Regions from separate parts of the Hordeum vulgare genome. Here region 1 is linked to region 2. A link is a contact called in public Hi-C data. All regions are on one chromosome and are shown on one strand. The core of a region is the stretch at or near the end of the contact, and the rest is flanking DNA. Distances in the headings are between cores, read along the strand shown.

What was found. A called contact is a pair of places that touch in the nucleus more often than the background predicts.
Region 1: a Hi-C map of leaf shows a contact between it and region 2, with 7 times the contacts expected there. The contact joins the promoter of LOC123404271 here to the promoter of LOC123401897 in region 2. A contact is called at or near these places in 4 of 6 Hi-C or Micro-C datasets (leaf and seedling) and 1 of 1 datasets of contacts at active chromatin or transcription factors (embryo).

What each region holds. Positions count from the first base shown.
Region 1 is chr6H:484,176,099-484,181,033 of MorexV3_pseudomolecules_assembly, reverse strand. It overlaps LOC123404271 (zinc finger protein CONSTANS-LIKE 10-like), which reads right to left and starts at 2,871. Exons shown (of 5, transcript XM_045098194.1): 1 at 2,675-2,871; 2 at 365-1,024. The coding sequence starts at 934.
Region 2 is chr6H:484,010,784-484,015,458 of MorexV3_pseudomolecules_assembly, reverse strand. LOC123401897 (probable glycosyltransferase 7) reads right to left here and starts at 3,283. Exons shown (of 1, transcript XM_045095755.1): 1 at 1,702-3,283. The coding sequence starts at 3,157. The coding sequence ends at 1,874. LOC123401898 (DNA-directed RNA polymerases IV and V subunit 4-like) reads left to right here. Exons shown (of 10, transcript XM_045095756.1): 7 at 1-34; 8 at 116-184; 9 at 280-378; 10 at 472-747. The coding sequence ends at 354.

The DNA of each region.
Region 1 (4,935 bases), core at 1,622-4,121, 170 kb before region 2:
GTGACAATGCAAAAAAAGATCCCGAATTCCAAAATATTGCAACTGTATGACCGTTCAGATTAAGAAAAAATTAAAACATTTTGCCAACAGTACAAATCCATCTGCTACTTCATACCAAAAAAAAAATCATGTTACGAGGTGAAGTTATGGAAACGATAATTGGCCTGCAGAAATGGTGTGTACCTATATTGGTACATTTTATTGTAACTGCAGCTCTACAGCATGACTAATGTTTGGCTACAATCATATGGTAAGTAATGTTGCATGCAACAGGCTATGAGCTGACGGCATATGCAGAAACTTAGCAGAATAGTTAATAATGATGATATATGACTTGGGAGGAAATATGATACTCATAATGTACCTTAGGTGCCATAGAAACTGATTGAGCTGGCTGATGTGTAGGAAGTGGCCGAAGATTCATTTCGCCACTGGATTTAAGCTTTTCGCCAGTGTGTGGATCACTGATGAGTGATGTGTTAGCTATATCCAGCAAGCTGCTATCTTGTTGATCGTGACAATGATTACTGACACCACTGTCATTAATGCTCATCATGCTTATTCCTTCCTCACAATTCGGCTCAGCAGCTGCAGAAGGGGCATCAAAATCAAAGGACCAGATTCTTGCCAGCTCCTCTGATGATGGGCACCCCGAGTAGCAATTTATGGTCTGCCTTAGATGCCCGGCAGCCAAGGATGTCGCGCCATGCCCGTTCCAATCACAGTTTTGGCAAAGTGAAATGTTCTCTTCAAGACATCGGACTGCCGCAGGCTGTGAAGCACAACGATCACAAAGAAGGGTCCTCATATGTCGTCGAGAAAGGGAATTAGCCGAATGCACATTACGGTCGCACGATAAGCATAGGGACGCGGCATCTGATCGGCAATAAATTGTTGGCCTTTGCTCCCCGCAAAAATCACAAAGAGCACCCATGATCCTGGGCCCCTTCCTCTAGCTGCTTGGTGCCACTGCCACTACAACAAGCACTGTCCTGGGTTTCTTAGTACAATTCAGTGAAGGATCCTACATGTGGAAGCAAATACAAAAGATCGTTATCAACAAAGAAAGCTTATTTGACTAATATTGGGCAGATATATATAAATATGATTCTAGAAGGAACAAGTTAGGAACTAATCCACCCACTTGCAACAACGTGTACGTATACAATTTACAGGGAAAGAAGGCATGTTTTATGCCGCCCATAGTGCTTTGACAGAGACCATGCAGATGTCAGTTACTCTGTTCTAAAACCAATAGGAATGCTCCAAAGTGGCACCATATAAGAACGAAACAAGAATGATCCATTTTATTCATATCTTGACATCAGCTAGTAACAACACAGATCTAGGATAATATTTAACCGCGTCCAAATTTAGCTAATAGAGCATTTCCATTTAAAGAAACTTAGTTGGTTTTGACAGAGTCCACCTGGAATTGCCGGCCACGTCAGGACATAAAGAATTCGACTTTTAAAAGCAAAAGTACAACTGACTGGTCTTGGGAACTTTTCTTCTTGATGCACACTACAATTTTATTTATTAATTATGGTTATAATATGCAATCGTGTAGTATATTCTCCATAAAGCATAGGAAGAAACAATAAAAAAATCACCACAGAAGTTAAGTTGGAGTCAACACTGAAACTACATTCGCTCCGGAAATCAGAGAGGCTGAGAGAGGGAGAGGAGACCACAATGCATTTTATAGCACCGAAAAGGATAGAGAAGTATCAACCTGGAGGCACCAAGCAAAAGCATTGAGCAAGCATGGTTGAGAAGCAAAAGGGATGGAGCTGAGCACAAATGGAAATTACGGAAGGCTACCGACCCCGGGCGCAATGCAAATGGCCGTATCGGTTGCCCGTCTTATCAGAAGGCCCCTATTTCTGCACATGAAACGGACGCCTTTCCGTTCAGTTTGCTGCCTCACAGATCGTTGTGGCCTTGCCTAATCCGAGCTGGGGGCGGCACTAATCCCACTTTTTATGCCAACTTGAGCCTGAAGAAAACCATGGACGGATAGAGCCAAGGAACTTTCCCTGGGATTACCTTTGTCTTTCTGATTGAATGAATGAAAACGCCCGTATTTAAGCCGCGAAAGGGATGCCCTTTCAGCGCCTAACCATAGCCTCTTGCTGAGAAAAGAAAAAAGAGAGCCGTATGAGCAAAGCGCAGTACTACTATAGCTATAGCCTGTAGATGGGCACGGTGCTTTTCGACCACGCCGCCAGACGCCAGTAGGCAGGCAGAGGCAGTATGAAAAGCGAAGCGTGGAAAACGGTGAATACATGCCGTAAGCAACTGAGATGAGAATTTAAGCAACCAAATCTAACCAGACCGGCCGGAGCCGCACGTACGCTCCACGCAACACGGGTTAGTAGTTAAAACGTGAGGAGCCCGCGAAATAAAAACGGAAAAAGACTTGAGAACGCGGACGAGGAGGGCCCGAGAATCGAGCGCTCGGATCACCGAGAGCAAGGACACTCCGGCAATTAATCCCACCCGGACACCCAGTCAATCGCTTGGGGCAGCAGCAGCAGCTGGACCCAGGGAACCCATCGCGCGGACGGACCGCTGCTGCTGCTGCTGCTGCTGCTATGAAGTGGAGCTAAAAAACCAAGGAAACGACCAGAGCCAACCGAGAACGGGTGGAGGGCATAGCAGGGGAGCTCACCGGACCGCCGCCTCGCGACGCACGGAGGGAGGCGCCACCGTCGAAGCTTCCACGGGCGCCCGGACTAAAAAAGGACTTTTCTGGAGGAGGAGGAGGAGGAGGAGGGTGCGGGTGGAGAGAGAGGGGGGGATAAGCGAAAGGAGGAGGTGGAATAGGTGGAGGGAGAGCGCAGCGGCGGCAGAGGGAGAAGAAGAATAGGGAGAAAAAGGGCACAAAGGGGATGAGGGTGGCGGGGCCCTTTCCGAGTGCTCTTTTGCGCTTTTGGGGGCAGAAGCGTCACTCGGGCGCCGGATAAGGGGGCGACTGGCGCCGTGCCACGTGCGCGTCCTTTCGCCAAGTGGCGAGCCGGCTCGTTTTCCCCTTCTGCCCCTCGCTCGCTCGCTCGCTCGTGTGTGTTTGCTTTTGTTTTTCTCTGCCGGCGCGGGCCCGCGGGGCGGCGCGGAGCGGACCGGCATGGTGGAAGTGGAACGGCGGCGCCGATGCGTGCATGCGCGCCGGGACTGGGCTGGCGGCATGGATGACAACATGATTGATCATTGCTACAAATATTTAAATGGCCGTCCGGATTTGTAGATGGGTCGGCCGTATGTTCAATGTGCGGCCGTGTTTCAATCCCATCTCGCCCGTTTGAGAAAATATAAATATTTAAAATTAAACTGTCAATTCTTGCACGTATGAAATAGTGTTATCGCAACCCAATAAAAAATAAAAATAATATCAAATAGTATTATTACAATCCAACTAAATTTTGTTTGCACGAAAAAAAATTAAACCAACAAATACATCTATTCGTTGTGAATGTGAGTCAACGTGTGATCAACCAAGTCATCCTCAAGCCACGCAATTCACGATAAAATTGGACAAACTGTTCAAAGGTTGCAGGAGGTGCATGCTCAGACTCAACATTTTCATTCTGGAAATCAAACCCTTGGTCGTAGATGCTATCATTGTGCTCATCATTCACGATCATGTTGTGCATGATCACACAAGCAATCATCACCTCCCAAAGCTTCTTCGTACTCCATGTCAATGCAGAGTTACGAACGATACCCCACTGAGACTGAAGCACACCGAAAGCACACTCCACATCCTTCCTGAAGACCTGCTTTGCCCGTTACCCCAAACGGATGCGGACGGACAAGATGGGGTCGCATGTTGGAGTTGACCTAAGAGCATGATTAATAATACAACCATCTCTTGGCTATAAGATGTTGACATATCATCCATAGCCAACATATACATTTACTCACACAACACGGTTAGCTATAAGGTTGGCCATAGGATTAGTACTTTTTCTCATCTTCTCTCCATCTCTTTATTCACATTTATTGCATGCGTCTAGGAACACGCATATATCTAGGCTCTTGCATAAGAGCCCACTTCCTTTACTTTTTTATGTCTCTCTCCTCCACATAAATAAAATTGTCGTGTAAACGGGCTTATAGCCTACTATTGTACTTGCTCTAACAACATCATGTTAAGGCGTCGCCCGCAAATGTTCGGACCGCGCAATCTAAACGTGTTGTCTCATCGAATCCAACGTGTTTCTGTATAGGTTTGCATGACGGACTTGGCTAACTTTCTATCATGAAGCAAAGATAAACGTTAGGCTTTGCAAGTGTTCTGATAACAGTCATGACTGGTTTTGACCATCCTGCGTCACCCAAAGCCCTCCTCCCTCGTCCCGTGCACTTTTTGTCCGTCGTGAGCTGCTCGCATTCATCTCGAGAAAGGGAATTATCCGAATGCACATTACGGGTGGAGGGCATAGCAGTAGCAGGGGACCTCACCGGACCGTCGCCTCGCGACGCACGGAGGGAGGTGCCACCGTCGAAGCTTCCACGGGCGCCCGGACTAAAAAAGGACTTTTCTGGAGGAGGGTGAGGGTGCGGGTAGAGAGAGAGGGGGGGATAAGCGAAAGGGGGAGGTGGAATAGGTGGAGGGAGAGCGCAGCAGCGGCAGAGGGAGAAGAAGAATATAGGGAGGTAAAGGGAGAAAAGGGCCAAGGGGATGAGGGGTGGCGGGGCCCTTTCCGAGTGCTCTTTTGCGCTTTTGGGGGCAGAAGCGTCACTCGGGTGCCGGATAAGGGGGCGACTGGCGCCCTGCCACATGAGCGTCCTTTTGCCAAGTGGCGAGCCGGCTCGTTTTCCCCTTCTGCCCTCGCTCGCTCGCTCGCCCGTGTGTGCTCGCTTTTGTTTTTCTCTACCGGCGCAGGCCCGCAGGGCGGCGCGGAGCGGACCGACATGGTGGAAGTGGAACGG
Region 2 (4,675 bases), core at 2,034-4,533:
ACCCCTTAAAGACTATGGTGTTAATGATGGCGAGGTTCGTAACCCTTCTTTTCCTCTCACCTTTTATCTCACTTCCCTCATCTCGACATGAAATGGCTTGTTGTATCTGTAACAGATATGCATGATAGCAAACATTGGGCCTGAGACCATTGAAGAGGTTTATGCACTCATACCGTCTCTCAAGGTCAGTGTCTTTTGCTGACATTTGGGATACATGCCATTTTATATATTACCAGGAATAGGAACTCAGTCCTGCAAAATCCAAATTTCTTTGCACAGGCCACTAGGTCGATCAATGAAGGCAAGATCGCGGAGGCCCTTACTGCCCTTGCTAAAATAAAAGCCTCCAAGTGAACCTCAGCTGTGATAAGTATATGGGTATTAATCTTTGAACCACACCACTTCCTGATCACCCGCCTTTCTTAACGATCTAAATTTCTGAATGGGTATTAATCTTAAACATATATGCAGCTGATCGAGCAATGAAGAATCTGGAACGGGGGTCTCTCTGGTGTATGGATGGATGTTCATTGAAATCGACTTCTTTCTTTGAGAGCCGAAATCAAGTTGTCTGTATGTAGAAGCCGCACCATGCACCCGTGTGCCAGCTCTAGGTCTGGCTGGTTGAACCTTGACTTTTGGAAACTAGCTTGTCTAGCTGCTGGTTTACCCGATGGCCTGGCTCGCCTGAACGATGAAAACTGTTGTTGTGGCCTGTGTTTTTATGCATCTCTGCTTGTCTGTTTACTTCTCTGTGAGTAGTATCTCTTCGTGCAGTTTTTTACTTCTAGTTTGAGTCGTATATTTCGTAGAGCAGTTTGAAAATGATTTTGTTTTCTGTAGGCGACGTCTCTGGTAGGGCAGATTGAATTTGTAGGTTCAATGGTTTTAGCTAGAATGATGACTAGTAAACCAACATAAAATCTAATTTAGTCTTAGGGCTCCTTTGATTTAAAGGAAATTAACAGGAGATTTTGAGGATTTATAGATCCTTAGGAAAACCCTGCATGTTGTTATTCCTGTAGTTTAGTGATTTGAGATAGATAGGGCATGCCCCTGATCTTGTGTTATTATATTCCTTTGTTTTGAGAATTCTATAAATCAAAGAAACTCTTAGCTAAGCAAATTGTTCTTAGGAATTGAAAATAAAACCTATTTTATTTGGTACAGCGTTTTTTTTTTCAACTTTCACTTGCTATTTTTTTTGGACGCGTTTAGATATGACTGCTGCTTGATCGGATTGATAGACGATCAAAGTTTGCTTGTGCGCGCATAGGGCCATTTGAACCGCTAACCAGATTCCCCTTTGAGGACATCCATGTTTTCCCAGTTCTGCTTTTGAGTCCTTTCTTTGCCTTGTTTTGTTTCAGCTTCAGTTGGCTTTGAATCACCCAATGGATTGGCTTCACTTGTTTGCTATTGAAGCGCGCCTGGGCGTGCTTCAACCAATTGCACTGAAAATGGATAGAATCCCTATTCAGCTCCCAAAGCTGATTTTAATTACGAGTAGCTGTTTATTTATTTATTTATTTTGTACGAGAATCTGCTGCCTAAAGCTGAAACAATCTTCTGATTCCAAACTATCCAATATCTCTGTTATTATTTTTGAAATTCTTCTCTTTCTTCTGGAGGGAGACTGCTTTGCTAGCTTACTAGTACTAGCACTGCATAAACCCTCGAAGACTAAAAAACGGCGTGGTGTATAGTAGTACTGGGCAACTTTTTATTAGTAGGAGAAAATGGAAAACGGCGGACATCCAGTGTGTACTGAACAACAACAGCACGAAGACAAAACTCGCCACTCGTCAGGTCGACGATGACTCTTCTCAAAAAGGAAAAAAAAAAGATCGATGATGACTCGCCGGTTCCGTTGTCAGCGCCTCCCGGCCGCCGCGGGGTAATCGAACGGCAGCGGCCGCACGTCGTCGCTGAGCGGGCCGGCGTGCCGGAACCCGTAGTCCCTGAGCACCTGGTCGTCGGCGAAGTTGAGCGCGCGCCGGATGCCGTCGTCGCAGCTGTCCCCGGAGTAGTCCCGGTTCCGGTCGCCGCTGCATGGCTGGCACCCCGTGAAGTGCGTCACGAACGGCCGCCTCCACCCCTTGACGCCGCTCTCCGCGAGCCCCGCGCCCGCCAGCGCCGCCTCCCTCGCCTGCGCGTACCCCTCGTGCTCCCAGCTCGCCGCGTGCCGCCTCCGCAGCAGCGCCACCGCCGGCGCCCGCCGCTCCATCGCCTCGTACCGCGCCGCGATGCCGCCGAGCCGCCCCACGATCTCCACCCAGTAGCCCTGGAAGTAGTAGCCGTTCTCCAGGAACACCTTCTCCCGCCACGGGCTGCCCCTGTGCTGCAGCATGTACACCAGCGCCGACTGGTCGTCCGACTCGTTGAACAGCTTGTCCCTGAACGTGGACGTGAGCACGGCGCCCCACCGCTCGTAGTCCGGCGAGTCGGGCCCCATGGCGGCCCAGGCGTCCATGAAGTCGAGCGACCACTGGCAGTTGCGCACGAGGAACACGCCGGCGTTGAGGCCCGTCCACGACGGGCTCGCCTCGTCGTACACGAGGCGCGGCCAGCCGTTGACGACGAGGTTGTGGCCACGGTACCGGCGCAGCGGGAGGCGGAAGTCCATGTCGGTGAGCACGGCGTCCGAGTCCACCCACCAGAACCACTCCGCCTCCGGGTGCGCCACCATGGCGGCCCGGACCACCGGGATCTTGGCCCAGTACCGGTCCATGGACGGCCGGAGCAGCGCCGTGTTGTACAGCAGCTGCACGCCGTTGAGGCGGCAGTAGTCCGCCTTGTTCTTGAGGAGCCGCGTCAGCAGGTGGTCGCCGGTAGGGGAGCGGCACGGCGCCGGCTGCGAGCCGGACACCATCAGGACGCGTCCCTCGCCGGCGCCGGCCAGCTCCGGGTGCGCGCGGAGCCATTGGGCGCGCTTCTCGTCCCACCCGGTGATGGGACGGTCCACGGTGTACGTCACCTCCGGGTCGTCGTAGAAGGTCCGCCGATCACCACCACCAGCAGCAGCGGACGACGACGACCGTCGTCCCAGCAGGACGGCGGGCGGAGTGAAGGGCGAGGACAGCGTCAGCAGCAGCACGGCGGCCACCGCGGCGCCGGCGGAGAAGAGGAGCGCGTCGCCGAGGAGGGAGCGCGCCATGCCGGTGCCAATGCCAAGCAGAGCAGCCCGGTGCGGTGCCGTTGGCCGTGCCGGGGCGCCGTACTTCTAGCGCACCGCAGGCGCGGCGGTGGCATGCATGGCGCGTACTGGCTGGCTGACTGGCATCGTGAGGCGAGCGCGGGGTGAAGGCCGTGAACATATAAAGTCGCGCCCGCGAGTCGTTTAGCCGGTGGCACGTACAGCGTGCGTGCCTGGGGCTGGCATGCATGCGTCCAAAACTCCAAACGCGATCAACTCCAATCGATGGAGGCGCATGCGTCGTTGTGTCCGAGTGAGGTGTACCGTGTACTGGGATGGGTAGCAGATGGAAGAGGGCACCGCCGCAACCGCAAGCAGGCGCCGCTTTGGATCGTAGGTTAGGACCCTTTTTTTCCTGAGAGGGGATGGAAATGACAGCCGCATTTTGGTTTGTTTCATTGCATAATAACAAACCGAAACTAACAGCCAAAAGGTGACGGCCGGCACCCGGCGGTGACCTGCCTGCCTGGCTCCACGGCCCGCACACAACAAGATCGCTTGACTTGTTGCCTCTTCTTCCTTCTTTCTTTCTTCCGTGATCAACTGTCGGCACCAGATAGATAGAAAGGTACTTCCATGTTCCTCGATCAACTTTTCACTTTTGCAACGTTTTTTGTACTCCGGTTCTGAATTTGAACTGAAGGAAGCAATCGATCTTGCACACGGAGAAGAACGGGGCATGGGAAGGGAAAGAGCGGCATGGTAAATCGTAGTGTGTGTGTGTGGCAGTAATCAACTGAGCGAGCGCACGAGGCTGGCTTGTCAAGCGTTGCGCTGCATGAGCCGTCGCCAGTGCACGACGAGATTCCGGCTTTCTGCAGCCGCTGTGAGCCTGTGACTGCCTGCCGAGCAGCCAGTGGCCATGGAGGGCTGCATCTGCGTGCGCGCTCAGAGGGAATACATGAGAGCAGAATTTTGCGTGTGCATGCATCATTCATGCTCATGCATGCCATCGCTGTCGAAAAGCCCAAAAGCCCGCGACTTGAGCATCGACGACCCACTAGTCTGCTACACCCCCAGTGATTCCTTCCGACCACACGAACCTGTGAACAATATCAACTAAGAGCATCTTTAGTTAGATTGGGCTATAATTTGACCCCTCATACTGTCCGGACGTCCCCCTTTTCCAAAAAAACTACGGCCCGAACGTGTCTGCGCGCGAACATGCGCAACGAAATCTCATTTATCCGTGCAACCGAACATCTCAAATTGTTTGGACACATACGTGTGACTGATGGGGTTGGTTCCGCCGAGCGGACAAAATCGGAGGCCCTATACAAAATCCTAAACTGGGCCTTATCTCATTAAATAAAAAACTACATAGGCATAGGTATAATAACATAATTCTTAAAAGAAACCCATAATAATATGAAGTTCATAATAACTTAGATACCAATTGAATTATAAAAAATGTACCCATTCTTGGTTGTATTCTCTTTACTTAAACTACATCATTCTTTTAATATTCTTAAATCTTCA